2 separate regions of the Mus musculus genome follow, and region 1 is linked to region 2. The links are chromatin contacts, called in public HiChIP or PLAC-seq maps. All regions are on one chromosome and are shown on one strand. Each heading gives the region's core, a stretch centred on a gene start, on an enhancer-like site or on the middle of the called end of the contact. The rest is flanking DNA. Distances are from core to core; before and after follow the strand shown. Region 1 overlaps Nfib (nuclear factor I/B). Region 2 overlaps Nfib (nuclear factor I/B).

Region 1 (6,909 bases), core at 3,880-6,379, 150 kb after region 2:
CCACCTTAGGGATGCTACTGTATGTCAGTTAGGTAGGAGGAGTTAGGTACTGGGGCCAGAAGGTCATTAAAGCCCTCAGCACCCCAGCAACAACTTCTGGGCTTAGTATTACTTCTACTTTGCATAAGACATGAAGACCCTGGGACTTTAAAACACTTGCTAGAACTCATATCGCATTGCTAAGAAACTGTAAGAATGGGGTTATCTGCTGCCCAATATTGAGGATTCTCAGCTTTTGATGCTTGGTCCCATGACTGCTTCTGGCAAGTTCTAGCTCCATGGATTCCTGGTCACTCCTTCCTCTGTGGCCCACCACTGGGCTGATGCTATACAGCTGGAGAGCCGACTGGCTGTCCCCTAACCTCACACGCATTCTTACTGCTTATCCATTTAAGGCAGTTGCCATTAGGAGCATAGTCTATGCTCCACCTCCCGGCTGACCAGCACTTCTTGGTCTCACTTCTGCATTGCCCACCATGCTCCCACGATGGGCACAGCACAGAAAGTATCCTGACTAGCTCTGCCCACTCCAGGTGAGAAGAGATTCCTACTGCCACATGTGAGAAGCAGGTGCTTTGTTACTGTGCCTTACAAAGACAGGTCTAGTCATCAGGGCAAGACACTCACACTTGCTCATCCTAACAATCCACTCTCATTTCCTCCAGAATTGTCACAAACCGTCGTGTAGTTCCCTGGAGACTGTATTTGTATAATTAATACCATTACTCTGTGGACAAAAGCATTTCCTACAAACTTAAGGGCAATGCTTTTCGGTTAAGAAAAATGTGGGTAATTTTTAAAGTTTCTTCCACTACTGTAAACTTAGGGAAATATCTGTCTTTTCTACATTGTAATGACACAATGTAGACCTGACACAGTGCCTGATACACAGTCTGGGCTGCTCGGTGAGTAACTGCTGATGCTGCAAAGTAGCTTCATTTTTAGCTGAGATAGACTGACTTTCACAAGTCAATGCTCATAATCCTGTTACATGTATGAATCAACATCCAGATACACACTCAACAAAACCTATGACATACATAAATGTATGTCTCTGTATATGTGTTTATGTACACACACACACACACGAGTCATTCTTACAAAGAACAAGAAATACAAAACTGAGTCATCTGGGGACTGGAAGGCACTTGCTGCTCCTGCAGAGGCCCTGGGTTTGACTCCCATCACTCACACAGAGCCTTACAATGTGCTGTAACACCAGCTCTTCCGGATCCAGCGCCCTCTTGTGGCTTTTTAAGGCACTGAGCATATACATGGTCACATAACACATGCAAACACTCACAATAAGCATTATTTTAAAAACATGAGCAACACCCTATAAGAAACACAGGCCAACAGGGCGATAAAGCCTTATGTTTTATTTTGGGGAGTGGGGGGTTGAGACAGAATCTCACTATGTTGCAATTATTTTCCTGGAACTCACTACAATGACCAGGCTAGCCTTGAACTCACAGAGATATGCCTGTCTCTGTGTCCTGTGTGCTGAGATTAAAGGTGTGGACTGCCAAGCCTGCCTCTGCTGTATCTTCAGGTCTTACCTCTTGTGACTATGAACTGAAAGCAGGCTGTAGTCCAAGGCCTGCCATGGTTCCCTGTATTTTTTATTTTATTTTATTTTATTTTGTAATTACCTAGGAAGAAACACTATATTCTGGAGTAGAATCATTTGCAGGAAATAAATTCTATTAGAAAAATTCAATAAAGAAAGGTGCTTCATTTTGTTTAGGTCATGGAGCTCTAATAAACTACTGCCTTTAGCAACCAAAGTATGGATTTATATCATACTACATTTTAGTCTGACAACAAGACACAGCTCACCAGACCAAAACTCTTATTTTCTCTACTCATCTGGAGATCCAAACTTGACTTTTTAAATATAATGACGACCAAAAACTGAATTCAACTAACTTTAAGAGTGAATTTTAGAAACATGTTTGTAGAATAATCTCCCTATATTGCTTACAGAATTATGTGGTCAATCGTAAAATATGTTTAAATAAATTATTGATACATAAGACTGACATTTTTCACTCAGGATTATAAGCAATTAAAATATTACGATGAATTAAAAAAATTAACAAAAAAAAAAACATTAAAAAACGCTCACTAAATTCTAAGAGGCAAGGTGTCTAAGAATCCTTTCCAAATTAGAATTTAATGGTACTATATAGCAACAAAAAAGTGAAATTAATTAATCAAGGACATTTATTCCTGTGCATTGTAGCTTCTGTGTTAAAACATCATATTAAATTCTTTTAACAATTTTTTACCAAAAGATCCAGTTTGTCCAACACATACGTACTCAGTGCAGAGCACGGCGTTGGCGAGGGAGGGCAAGGCACACATGTAGACTCCTGGTAATCTTCCCTTTTGTTTTGTTTTGTCACAAAGCCCCTGAGAAAACACTGCCTAAGACTCACCTTCTCTATGACCTTTCCATTACAGTCCCTCAGGGTCTCCTCCCAGCAAGCTCAGCACCGCTAGCTATATTTAGGAGAGGCTGAGACAGTTAGGTAGCTATGCCTGCTCCACCGCCAGGAGCTTTCTGCTGCTCATCGACAGTACAAGCGACCATGATCTTTTCTCTTCTACTTGCAAATTACTCGAGCAAAGTCATAATCCTCCTTAAAATACTAAAACTGTAACAGGTACAGTATTACTCTCCTGTGAGTGTGCTCTCAACCACTTTGTATATTTACACCAGATGATTCAGATAGATAGATAGATATACCCTAATAGTTTCATAAATGCTTACCTCATTAGCTCTGTATGTGAAAAAAATCATATTTAATAGGAGAATGTATACACACACATAATACATACTTTAGAAAAGCTACCAACCATTAAATGAGTAACAAGGCAAGATTTCTATGAAGTGAATATTGAGGCAAAGATTCTAGTACCACAATATTTCAGGCACTTAAAATTATATAATCAATCAAATAATTTTAACATTTAAAAAGACAAAACAGTCAAATTCTTCTCCAGAGAATAAACTTATATACAATATTGAAATATTTCTTCTCAGCTGATTTGGGGAACTAGGATTAAAACTAATAGGATAAAAAGGGAATACATATTGTAAATAGATATGTAAGCACTATATATGTGCATATCATTAGTAAAGTGTATGAACACATAAAGTCTTGTTTCTGATGTAAATAAATACCATTGTCCCAAGTACTTGCTGTTAGGTAACAATGGGTATGTTCAGTGTTGTTTCCAAATCCTTTTATGTCAGCAATTTTCTTATAACCTAAATTAAAGGGATTTAGGAATAATGAGTAATAGCTATGTATATTGGATTCTAATAAGAAATGTTACTGGTATCCAGCATGTCTTTATGCTCCTAGGGAAGGCTATGCTTGTAAGTTACCTACAGATGCTGGCATGAGGATGGTAACCTTTTGTAGTTCTCTGCCATGCACAGGAGGGATGAAGTCTTCAGAAATCACACAGCAACCATACTATCTGCCAGAATTCTCGCCATAATTACAATATTTGAAAAACTGCGAACTTCAGAGTTTTTTCTTCTCACTTTATTAACTGTCCTCAAATTAATATTCTACCCCCCGCGAAGGGGACACTTCATCTTCTAGGCTCCTCAGAGAAAGGTCGGGAGCACTCTCCTATAGAATAAATATTGAAGAGCTACTATATGTCCACATTGTGTGAGCTGGTTAGTATCAGAGTATACTGGTAATGATTTTAGATTTGGGATGAGTTGTCTCTTTGTCTGTTTGTTGGCTTGTTTGTTTTTTAAGATAGTTTCACTCTGTAGCCCTGGCTTGCTGGAACTCACAGACAGCCACCTGTCTCAGCCTCCTGAGAGCTGGGTTTGCACTATACCCAGCTGAAGGTAAATGCCTTATGCCTTATCAAGCACCTGCAGTGTGAGAGGCGTGGTGCTAAGCACTTTACAGGCATTTTCTGATTTGATCTCAGAACTGCTGAGTAGACCAGCAATACCACTCCAGAGCTCAGAAAACCAAAGCTTAGCAAATAAAACTAATGGACCCAACCACATGGTGAACAATAAAACCATCATTCAGACCCATGGCATGATCAAGAATACGCTCAGTGACTGGCATGGGCACACCATTTGGTTTCATTTTGCTCATTCTGAAAACTTATAGTATGTATACGTAGAATGACAGTTTGAAACACTGACCAATCAATAGATAGAAGAAAATAAAGACAGCAAATCCCGGTATACAATTTACCCAATTTGAAGGTTCTCCCTTTCACCACTTCAATAACCACATGTAATTCTCCTGTTATTCTATACACAGTCTACATTTACATGCATTTGCTCGTTAAATAAATGCCGTTGCTTCCTGGGACACTCCCACATCATGGCCATGGCTTTGCCTTACACTCTTATCCAACTTTATTCATGCATTTATCTATCTACAACTGTGCCTGAGAAACATACCTTAAAACTTGTTTCATGACCATCAAGCTAGAAATGAACTTTTTGGAAGAATGTGTATTTAACATGTATTTAATTTTTTTTAACCATGCCTGCCTCCTCTTCAGTCCAGTGTTCGCCATACTCCAGGGGACAAGATAACATGTGAAACGTGAACTCAAGAGCCATCTTTCCCATACTAAAAAAGACTCTTACCTTAAAATATCCATTGAAGGGTCCTTTGACATTGAACCTAGTGTTTCGTTTTCTAAAAACTGAACTGAGACAGAAGCCTTAGAAGCATTTCTTAGATAAGAGCAGTTATATTATGTTTGTCTTAAACTTTAAAAAAAATATATAACTGAGATAAAAGATGTACATGGCCCAGAGGGAATGGAGAGAGTAATTATCAAACTAATCTGAAAGTCGCCGGGATTCAGAAGCAACCTGCACACCAACTCCTCAAGACAGCTCCTGTTTTTCTTAAAATATGAAACTCTCAACTTACTTTTTTTTCTTAAACCAATTTCAAACACTTATCCAAATACATCAAGTCATATCTTGCTGGAAGCTTAACCTTAACGATGCATTTTTAGTAGATTCTTTTCTGTTTCCCGACTGTTAGCATCTCCGTGATATTAGCTAGCTGTCTGTAACTTTAAGGGAGTGTTTGCCAACCACTGAGAATGGAAAGGCAGCTTCCCCTGAAAAACATGGCTGCGGCCTGACTTCCTTACAGCACTTCCTAAGAAGAGACAGCAGAGAGAAAACAGAAGACCCTTGAGTCAATTTATTTCACGAAAGTGAAAATGAGAACAGTCGATGTGTTGTGACTTTTGTCTGTGCTTCTTTTAAAAAGTGTGGCTGGTGTTTTCATAAACTCATACTTCTTATTAGCTATGCTTATTCTGCCTCTGTAGCAGTCAGACTAACATAAACAACCAAAGAGGCTTGGGTCTCTTAAGCACAATATTCCGAACTGTAATCTCTTGAGACCTCCCCACACACACACACCCCGCCCCTCTGCACTAAAATCCTACCAAATAAAGGCTACTCCAAGAGTAACCTTTTTTTTATTTTTAAGTATAGACCGACCTAAACCATCTGCTTATTGGACTTTGAATTAACCACATAGAAATGTTACATAATACTCAATAATAAATAAAACATATTAAAACTCCAATTTAGCAAGGGTATCAACTCTTTCAGAGCTGGTTATCATGGTGGAGACTGCCCTGCCCCTTGGCCAAACTAACCAGAGGCCAAATTCCTAAGATGCCAGAGTTAAGAGGTCTTAGAGAAGTCCTCTAGAAACTGAGTCCCTGAGAGACAAAGTCCCCCAGAGACATGACAGAAGTAGTCACTAACTGCTTTCTCTTTCATTTCAGCTGCATCGTTGTGTGGCCCAGAATGAAATCTGCCAGTAAACAAAGAAATACAAGAAAGTAATTCCACTGCCAGGTCACTAAATAATTTAGCACCTAATTTTTCCTTTCTATAGTACAAAGACCTTATGCTCAGAAAGTTACAGTTTAAAGTACACTACGTAAAATCACATCCATAGGCAAACATATCTCCTCCCATATGCATCTTTAAAAAAAAAACAAACAGAAAAATAATTTATCCTCAGTCCCTAGAAAACAAAAACTGAAATTAAAAGAAAGAAGGAAGAAAACCTAAATTGTCTATTTTCGTTCCTTCTAAAAGGATTAAATAACAGAATTCTAAATGGTTTGTTTGCACTTTCCATGCAATATGTAGATTAACCATGAAATTCTGTTTGGGACACTTTGACATCTGTTTTCAGTGCGTTACAATGAAATCTGGGGACTTGATACATACATTTGCTGTAATAAAACTGTCACTAATCAGTGTTTTCCAAAATATTGCCCATAACTATTACTATTCAGTAGTCTCATTTGCATGATCTAATACTGTTGCTACATCGTGTTTTTCCCTGACAATGTGGTAGCTGGTCCCAGGCACGTGACATAAAATGGCTGTACCCCACTCAGTAATCACAGGATTTTCCACACTCCTCTGCACAGGCGATGCAATCTGTCCTATGATGGACCAATACTTCATCCTTCCTGAGATTCGTTTCCTGGAACTAGAGCACCAAAGATGAACTCACATCCCAAGTGTGGAACATTCAAGGACAGTAAGGAAGTCTACACTGATGAGAAAACCCTGCCTCATGGGGCTTGTACCACAGGAGACATAAACATAATCCTAACCCAGGAGCCCTTTCAACAAAACCGTAATGATGTTCTTTGAACAGTGAATGAAAGATAAATCTTTCACTAGCACCATTCCCATGACCTACAGAAGCAGATCGGACCAGACTTTAAAACTGAGTCTGCTTCAGCTCTCAAGGACAGACCAGAGGTTGTACCAATGACAGATACCATAACCACAACTTACAAGGCATCAATAGCTGCATAAAGGTTTCTGTTCACATTACATGTATGTCTCAT
Region 2 (7,039 bases), core at 2,744-5,243:
AGGTGGCTCCATTTTGGCTTCTGGGCTTAAGAAATAATTAGTCTGGGCAATTCTGAAAACAAAACAAAACAAAAACAAAAGCAAAAACTCTTTCTAAGAACTGGCACAATTCAAAATTCAAATCTTTGGATAGTTCAGGAACTGTCGTGGGCCTGATAGAAGCAGATAGAATTTTATATTTAAAAATGAAAGTAAAAATGGCTGTCTTACTAATAAAGGTTATTCTGATCTTTTGAAAAGGACAGAAACCCAAGATACACAACAGAAGTGTCTCCCTTCATTTTGAAAGAAAACATGTATGTGCATCTTTTGCTTTCATCGCTGCAAATTCTTCTTGTCTTTCTTCCTCCAGTCTCTGGCTCCTTCCAGTTCTGTTTTTAGTTCTAGACCAATGACTTCTTTTAAATACCATTCCAATTGTATAACATTTTTGCCAAAATACTTATAATTGATTTCCTAAGGTTTCCAGAATAATATCCCAATAATTTCACAGATATATATGGGTCCCCCTCTGTTTCAGGCATCATTCCTGCATCACTGACCATACTAGAATTTATCAGTCCTTGGCCACATTGTTAAATTATATAATCTTAAATATTTTCTCCTAAACTGGTAAGAAAAATATTTTGTCCATTAGCAACCCTGTCTTTTGGGTGGAGAGGATATTGTCACCATAGCAACGACAATAAACTTCCCCTCCACCCTTAAGTGTTTGGTGTGTGGTCAAGAGGCCTTTCCTCTCTGCTTCAAACTCCTCACCACTGTGCGCGACTCCAGGTATTCCGGGATGATGGTGCTGGGGGAAAGTGCTCAATCTTGGGGAAGAATCCTGTGGAGATGTAGAGCTAAACAGTGGCTTCTCAGGCTTCTTCATTGTAGTTGGAGAAGACATATCTGTAAGGAGAAAGTGACACATTCAATCTGCCTGGCCTTCTTCATTTAAGCAAGGAGTGCCATGTCATGATAACACATCACATTTCTTAATACTGTTGGATTCTTTCGCCCTCACCCGTTTAGAGAAATCTATACACAAGGTCAAAGACCCAGGCAGGCTAGAGCTGGAAAATGTCTTTTAGAAACATTCTTTGCTAAAGCTAACCTAAAGTGCCGTCAAAGAAACTCTGAGGATCTGAGAATCCATATGCTGCAGGCTTGAAGGTCTTCTGTGGCCCAGTGTGGGCAGCTTTGACTTTAAGGATTTGGGGGCTATTATTTGAACTGATGACTATGTTATGACAATGGCAAGGGGGGTAACCAGGCACTGATGTGTGAGAAACAATACCCAGCTTAACATCTTTTACAAAGAACATTTTGACTTGTTTAGCAAAAACAAAGGGAATACATTCTCAACTTGCTCCTTCTACAAATGTTTACCAGGTTCCTCTATTTTCCAGATAAATATGGATGTTAAGACAAATAAAAGGCAGTTTCTGACTTAGGGACATTTGCTGTTAGTGAAGAGGAAAATGGAGTGGAAACAGTTGTCACCAGTGGAGAGGAAGTGTGTGGGCTGAGAACAGAGGCACTGTGGCATTGGCTGTTATATTCCCAGCCTCTGGTGCCGAGTATTGTCCTCCTCTGCCTCAGGTTAAGGATGGAAGCCTCCATGTGCCAATTCCAAAATGTACATAGGGATCACAGGTCTAGAGAAAAAGGTATTCAGACGTGGTAGGACAACATGATATTCCTGAGTAGTCCAAGGGACCTATACCGAGGGGGATAATCATTGGGAAAGACACATACGAACATAGACTGATTACAAGCTCTCATGTCTGAATCTTATAGAGGGGTAACATATTATAAATAGACTGTTTAGATAGAACATATCTCCCAGAAACTGTGTGATATAGTTAGAATATCTATAATAGACTCATTATGGAGGCCCATTGAAAAAAGAAACATGATTTGTGATTAATATATTCATTTCACAAATATGGATTAGAGGCCTAATTCATGCCAGAAACGCCATCAGTTTCTGGGGATACAACCGTGAACTGGATTGCCTCTCTGCTTCTATAGAGTGAGGCAATGTAAAGTAAAAAGGAATTATAAGATGCTGCTGACCACGCCATGAGAAGTACGCATGGTTGCATTCACCCATTCCATAAGTACTTAACACTCCCAAAATATAGAAGATGAGAGGTTGAAACAAAAATGGGGAGAGCACCCACACATTGGATAAGCAAGTAGAATTAATGCAGGTAAATCAAAGCGGACTGCTGAGAAAGCCCGGCTCAACCCAGGCTATTCTGGGATTGCATCACACAGCATATCTCACCAGGGTATCCAACAAGCACCAATAGAAGGGAGATAACTCAGGAGCTAACATCTTAACTAATGCTCATTTTTATGGAGGCTTATAAATTTATATTAAGGAGCTCTAACAATGACACGACCTATAAAATTTGAATTTTATCATCAAGAATTTTAAATGTGTGCACAGTAGCCATCATAACAATGGCCTTCTTGTATTCAGTAGACAGCCTCAGCCATCATCAAGAGTCTCACCTCCTCATCTGCTCCCTGCATCACTTTTGAAGTACATGCACTACCATCTGACTTCACCTCTGACTATTTCTGTGTACAGGTTTAGAAGAAGAGGGTTAAAAGAAAACCACTACAACTACAACACTACATTTTTTTAAAAAAATGACCAGAATTATTTATTCACAATGTTCTGAAATAAGAAGAAGACCTCCCAGTGTTATAGATGTGAGAGACTAGTTGCCATTTGTATTTTACCATTGGAAAAAATTGTCTGAGTTCTGGAAGAGGCATCCAATAAAACTGAGTATGTGTTCTGAGCGTGCTGGCACTTAAGGCAGTACCAGTCTGCAGAAAGGCAGACGCTATGCTTCTGACTAATGGGTGGCCACTAATCTATTAGACTTCAGGTTTTTAATATAGTTCTCCAAAGGACAAAAAGAAAAGAAAGTGGTTCATGGAGCCACAACAATTAAGGCGGCTACTAAGGGGTGTAAAAGCAAGGTTTATGGGGGACTTTGGGATAGCATTGGAAATGTAAATGAGGAAAATACCTAATTAAAAAAAATAGAGAGAGAAAGGAAGTTTATTTTGGCTGTTATCTTCAAAATAGTAAAGACAATACTGAGATTTCCCCAAGAACGATGTGACCTTAAAAGGAATGATTCAATATTGGGTTTGACCTACTCAAAGCAGAAGTTAGATACACAAATTGTTAGAAGAGGACGCTCTATTTCATTCCTTATGATAGATAACAAAGTGCATTTTTTTGCCCTAAAGTGTTCTAAACTCTTTAAAAAGATGGACTCTTTTAAATGTGTGAGTATTTTGTCTGAGTTTATGTAAGTGCTGCCTGTACGATGTGAACTGTGCAGGTTAGGAGAACAGACTGGATCCCTGAAACTAGAGTTACAAAGGTTAAGGAGCGCCCCCTGAGTCCTGGAAACCGAATCCAGGGACTCTGCAAAAGCAGCCAGTGCTCTTAAACCCTCAGCTTCTCCATTTCAAATTTTTAGTGACAGATGGTTTAAAAAAGGCAGTAACTTAATATTGACTCTTATGTTTACCTCTGCCTACAGGTTAATTTAAAAGAACCGAAGCTGTACAAGTCAGTTTTCCAAGTCTTCCTGGAGTGGGTGATAGAGCACAGCACACATCATGTAAAGGGAGAGCTCTCTGTGTATTCAGAAACAGAAGGGAGCCATTCTGGCTCTACCACTTGCAAAGAACAAGAAGAGCCTCCGAACTACCACAGCAACCAGACAAGCTCAGATGAGTGTCCTTTCATACCGGGACAAGTCAAGTATTATTACTATAAAAATGTAAGATGGTGAGTGACTTTGTCATTTTTAACTTAATGATTTAAAACTTTTCTTGGCCAAAATGATACCCTTAGCTTTTGTAAGCGGTTGTTAGAAGTCTACACTTTAAGGGAGCCATGTAGACATGGCTCTTGTAGACATGGGCCTAATAATAGCAGTATTTCCATGTGCAGAGCACAGAGGATTACAAAGGAGACATAGCAGAAGCAGAGCGACAGTGGCTATCCACAAGGTGAAAAGGACTACAAGCTATCTCCTGCTTAACAACAAAAATAACTCAGAATAGGAACAAGACTGAGAAGGAGCACCAGGACAAGCAGAAGCATTGACATTCGACAAAGCAGGAGAGTGCTAGAGTTTAGTTTCATTTCTTTGTCTTCCCATTAAGTTAAATTAATTCTGGGCTCATTAATCAATAAAGAAATACTGCTATGTGGGATGGAAGCAGCACTATGCTGAACACTCAGAGGCAAAAAGTGAATTTCTCTCAAAGGACAATACATCAGTCGACTGGGGGGAGGCAGGGTAAAAGGCCATTTATGCTGGGACCTCAGAGCTGGGTCTCTAGACATTGCATTTTAACTATGTATAAAACTTGAATTGTTTTGGTTTTATTTTGTTTTGAAATTCTGTGGTCTATTAGGCGTTCAACCCAAGAATGATATCATTTCTATTTTTAATGCACTCATATACTATATAAAGAGTGTTCCAGGACTGGAAATATGGGAGAGATGTCTTTCAGTGGCCTTTCTGTCTAGAAAAACAAATGCTGTGCTTTTTGCAACCTACTGTTCCCCAAGAAGGAAGAATAATACATAAAAAGATTAAATTGAAAATTAGTTGAATAACAAAGCTGGATAATGTATAAATATATAATAAGTTGAATGATAATACATACATAATAAAGGGTAAGTTGAATAATGCATAAGATAATGCCACCGAAGAGAAAGAGACAGAGGTAGCTGGTGCTTCTGCAAGAAGAGAGCAGAAAGAGCTCACAACTGGTGAGAAAGAAGCAAAAGCCAGGAAGGCCTGACAAGGTAGAAGTCTGATTTAGGAATACCTCATTTACAAAGGAAATGACCTCACCTTAGAAAACTGTCCCGCTGGAGGGCATTATCCTGAGTGAGGTAACCCAATCACAAAAGAACTCAAATGATATGTACACATTGATAAGTGGATATTAGCCCAGAAACTTAGAATACCCAAGATATAAGTTACAATTTGCAAAACACATGAAACTCAAGAAGAATGAAGACCAAAGTGTGGACACTTTGCGCCTTCTTAGAATTGGGAATAAAACACCCATGGAAGGAGTTATAGAGACAAAGTTTGGAGCTGAGACAAAAGGATGGACCATCTAGAGACTGCCATATCCAGGGATCCATCCCATAATCAGCCTCCAAACGTTGACACCATTGCATACACTAGCAAGATTTTGCTGAAAGGATCCTGATATAGCTGTCTCTTGTGAGACTACGCCGGGACCTAGCAAACACATATGTGGATGCTCACAGTCAGCTATTGGATGGATCAAGCCCCAATGGAGGAGCTAGAGAAAGTACCCAAGGAGCTAAAGGGATCTGCAACCCTATAGGTGGAACAACATTATGAACTAACCCCGGAGTTACCCCGGAGCTCTTGACTCTAGCTGCATATGTATCAAAAGATGACCTAGTCAGCCATCACTGGAAAGAGAGGCCCATTGGACTTGCAAACTTTATATGCCCCAGTACAGGGGAATGCCAGGGCCAAAAAGTGGGAGTGGTGGGGGAGGTGAGTGGGGGGGAGGGTATGGGGGACTTTTGGGATAGCATTGGAAATGTAAATGAGAAAAATACCTAATTTAAAAAAAAAAAGAAAAAAGAAAACTGTCCCAAACTTTGACGAACTTTCTGTTTATTTTTCCTAGATTATATATTTTTACGTGTGTGTGTGTACACATATATATGTGAGTATATGTATTATGTATGTTTGTGTGTATGTATGTAAGTCCTGGCTGGTCTTGAACTCAGAATCCTTCTTCCTCAATGTTTTAAGAGCTTGGACTCCATGCACATACAAGTGTACCTGCCACCAGCTATAGCCCTAGCCTTAATGAGCATTAGGAAAGTTCACAGTGAACTTGGGGGTGGAAGGAATGTGCTACCTGCCCTCTCTCACTCTCGGTGTGTGACATTTTTGCCACTTATTAAGTTACATTCCTTCTCTCCCATTCTACTCACACAACACCCTGTCCACCTTAACACACTTAGGCAAACCGTAATCCCCCTTGGGGAAAAGTTTGAGGCTTTCAGCCAGCACAATGGCTCAGCAGGCACTGGCATTCATATCAAGCCTGGTGATCTGAATCTCAACCCCAGAACTCACATAATAGGAGAGAGTTGGCTGCTGTAAGCTTTCCTCTGGCTACCATATGCAGGCCAAGGTTTGCACACATACACACAAGCCCAACCAATAAAAAAATCGTAAGAAATTCTGAGGCCGAGATTTCATTAGTAATCTTACACCCAAATCTTATATTACTTGATGACTAATTTTTATCTGTTCCATCATATATATACATATATACACACATTATATATATATATATAATATTATATATGATGTATATTTGTGGACATATATGTATATGTAATACACACACACACACACACACACATATATATATATATTTACGGAAGATCATATTAATTAGGGATGAATGTAGTAAAAATATAGAATTCAAATAAAACCTGGAAGAGGTAAGGCAGGTATCATGTCTAGGTAGCTTGTTTTCGAATTTCTTATGAGTGAGAGAAGCTGTGAGATGGGATATTCACCAGCAGAACAGTGAGCAGAATCAACCCAAGATGGCTAGCTTCAAATACACACTCCATTAACCATAATAAGGATGTACTGTGTGAGAAACAATTTACTTTCAATAAAAGGGGGAAAATAAAGTTTATAGTGGAACATGGTTTAACAACAACAAAAGAGCGGTTAAAGAAGCCAAAGAGAGACATCAAAGGCAACCACTGAGCACCCCCCAAAATGTGAGGGGGTTCAGCTGTACACAAAGTTCAAGGTGTGAAACAAGTCTCCCTGCCCATGTTCTGGTGAAGCTCACAATCCAGCTAAAGGGGTGGATGGAAAATACAAATTTCATTAAATAATTATAACCCTGATAATATTAGGTTGTACCAAGGATTTGTCTTAGTGACAAAAGTCTAGGAGGGCTAAGCCTTCAAAAA

The links. HiChIP or PLAC-seq counts read pairs in DNA pulled down with a chosen protein or histone mark.
Region 1: a contact with region 2 is called in an H3K27ac HiChIP or PLAC-seq map of heart atrium, with 6 read pairs. The contact joins two enhancer-like sites. A contact is called at or near these places in 5 of 484 Hi-C or Micro-C datasets (cerebellar granule neurons, cerebellum, embryonic stem cells and 2 more) and 4 of 115 datasets of contacts at active chromatin or transcription factors (embryonic stem cells, forebrain, heart atrium and 1 more).

Annotation. Positions count from the first base shown.
Region 1 is chr4:82,478,347-82,485,255 of GRCm38.p6, forward strand. The region is part of intron 2 of Nfib (nuclear factor I/B); the gene reads right to left. It also overlaps 2310067E19Rik. Among named protein-coding and RNA genes, the nearest start is that of Nfib, 24 kb to the right of the region's middle. Within about 2 kb of position 5,130, at least 22 of the 459 cell types and tissues checked have an H3K27ac peak or open chromatin away from gene starts, as enhancers often do. A contact at or near this core is called in heart atrium, where this site is marked.
Region 2 is chr4:82,329,533-82,336,571 of GRCm38.p6, forward strand. It overlaps Nfib (nuclear factor I/B), which reads right to left. Exons shown (of 12, transcript NM_001113209.2): 7 at 760-894. Among named protein-coding and RNA genes, the nearest start is that of Nfib, 170 kb to the right of the region's middle. Within about 2 kb of position 3,994, at least 4 of the 459 cell types and tissues checked have an H3K27ac peak or open chromatin away from gene starts, as enhancers often do. A contact at or near this core is called in heart atrium, where this site is marked.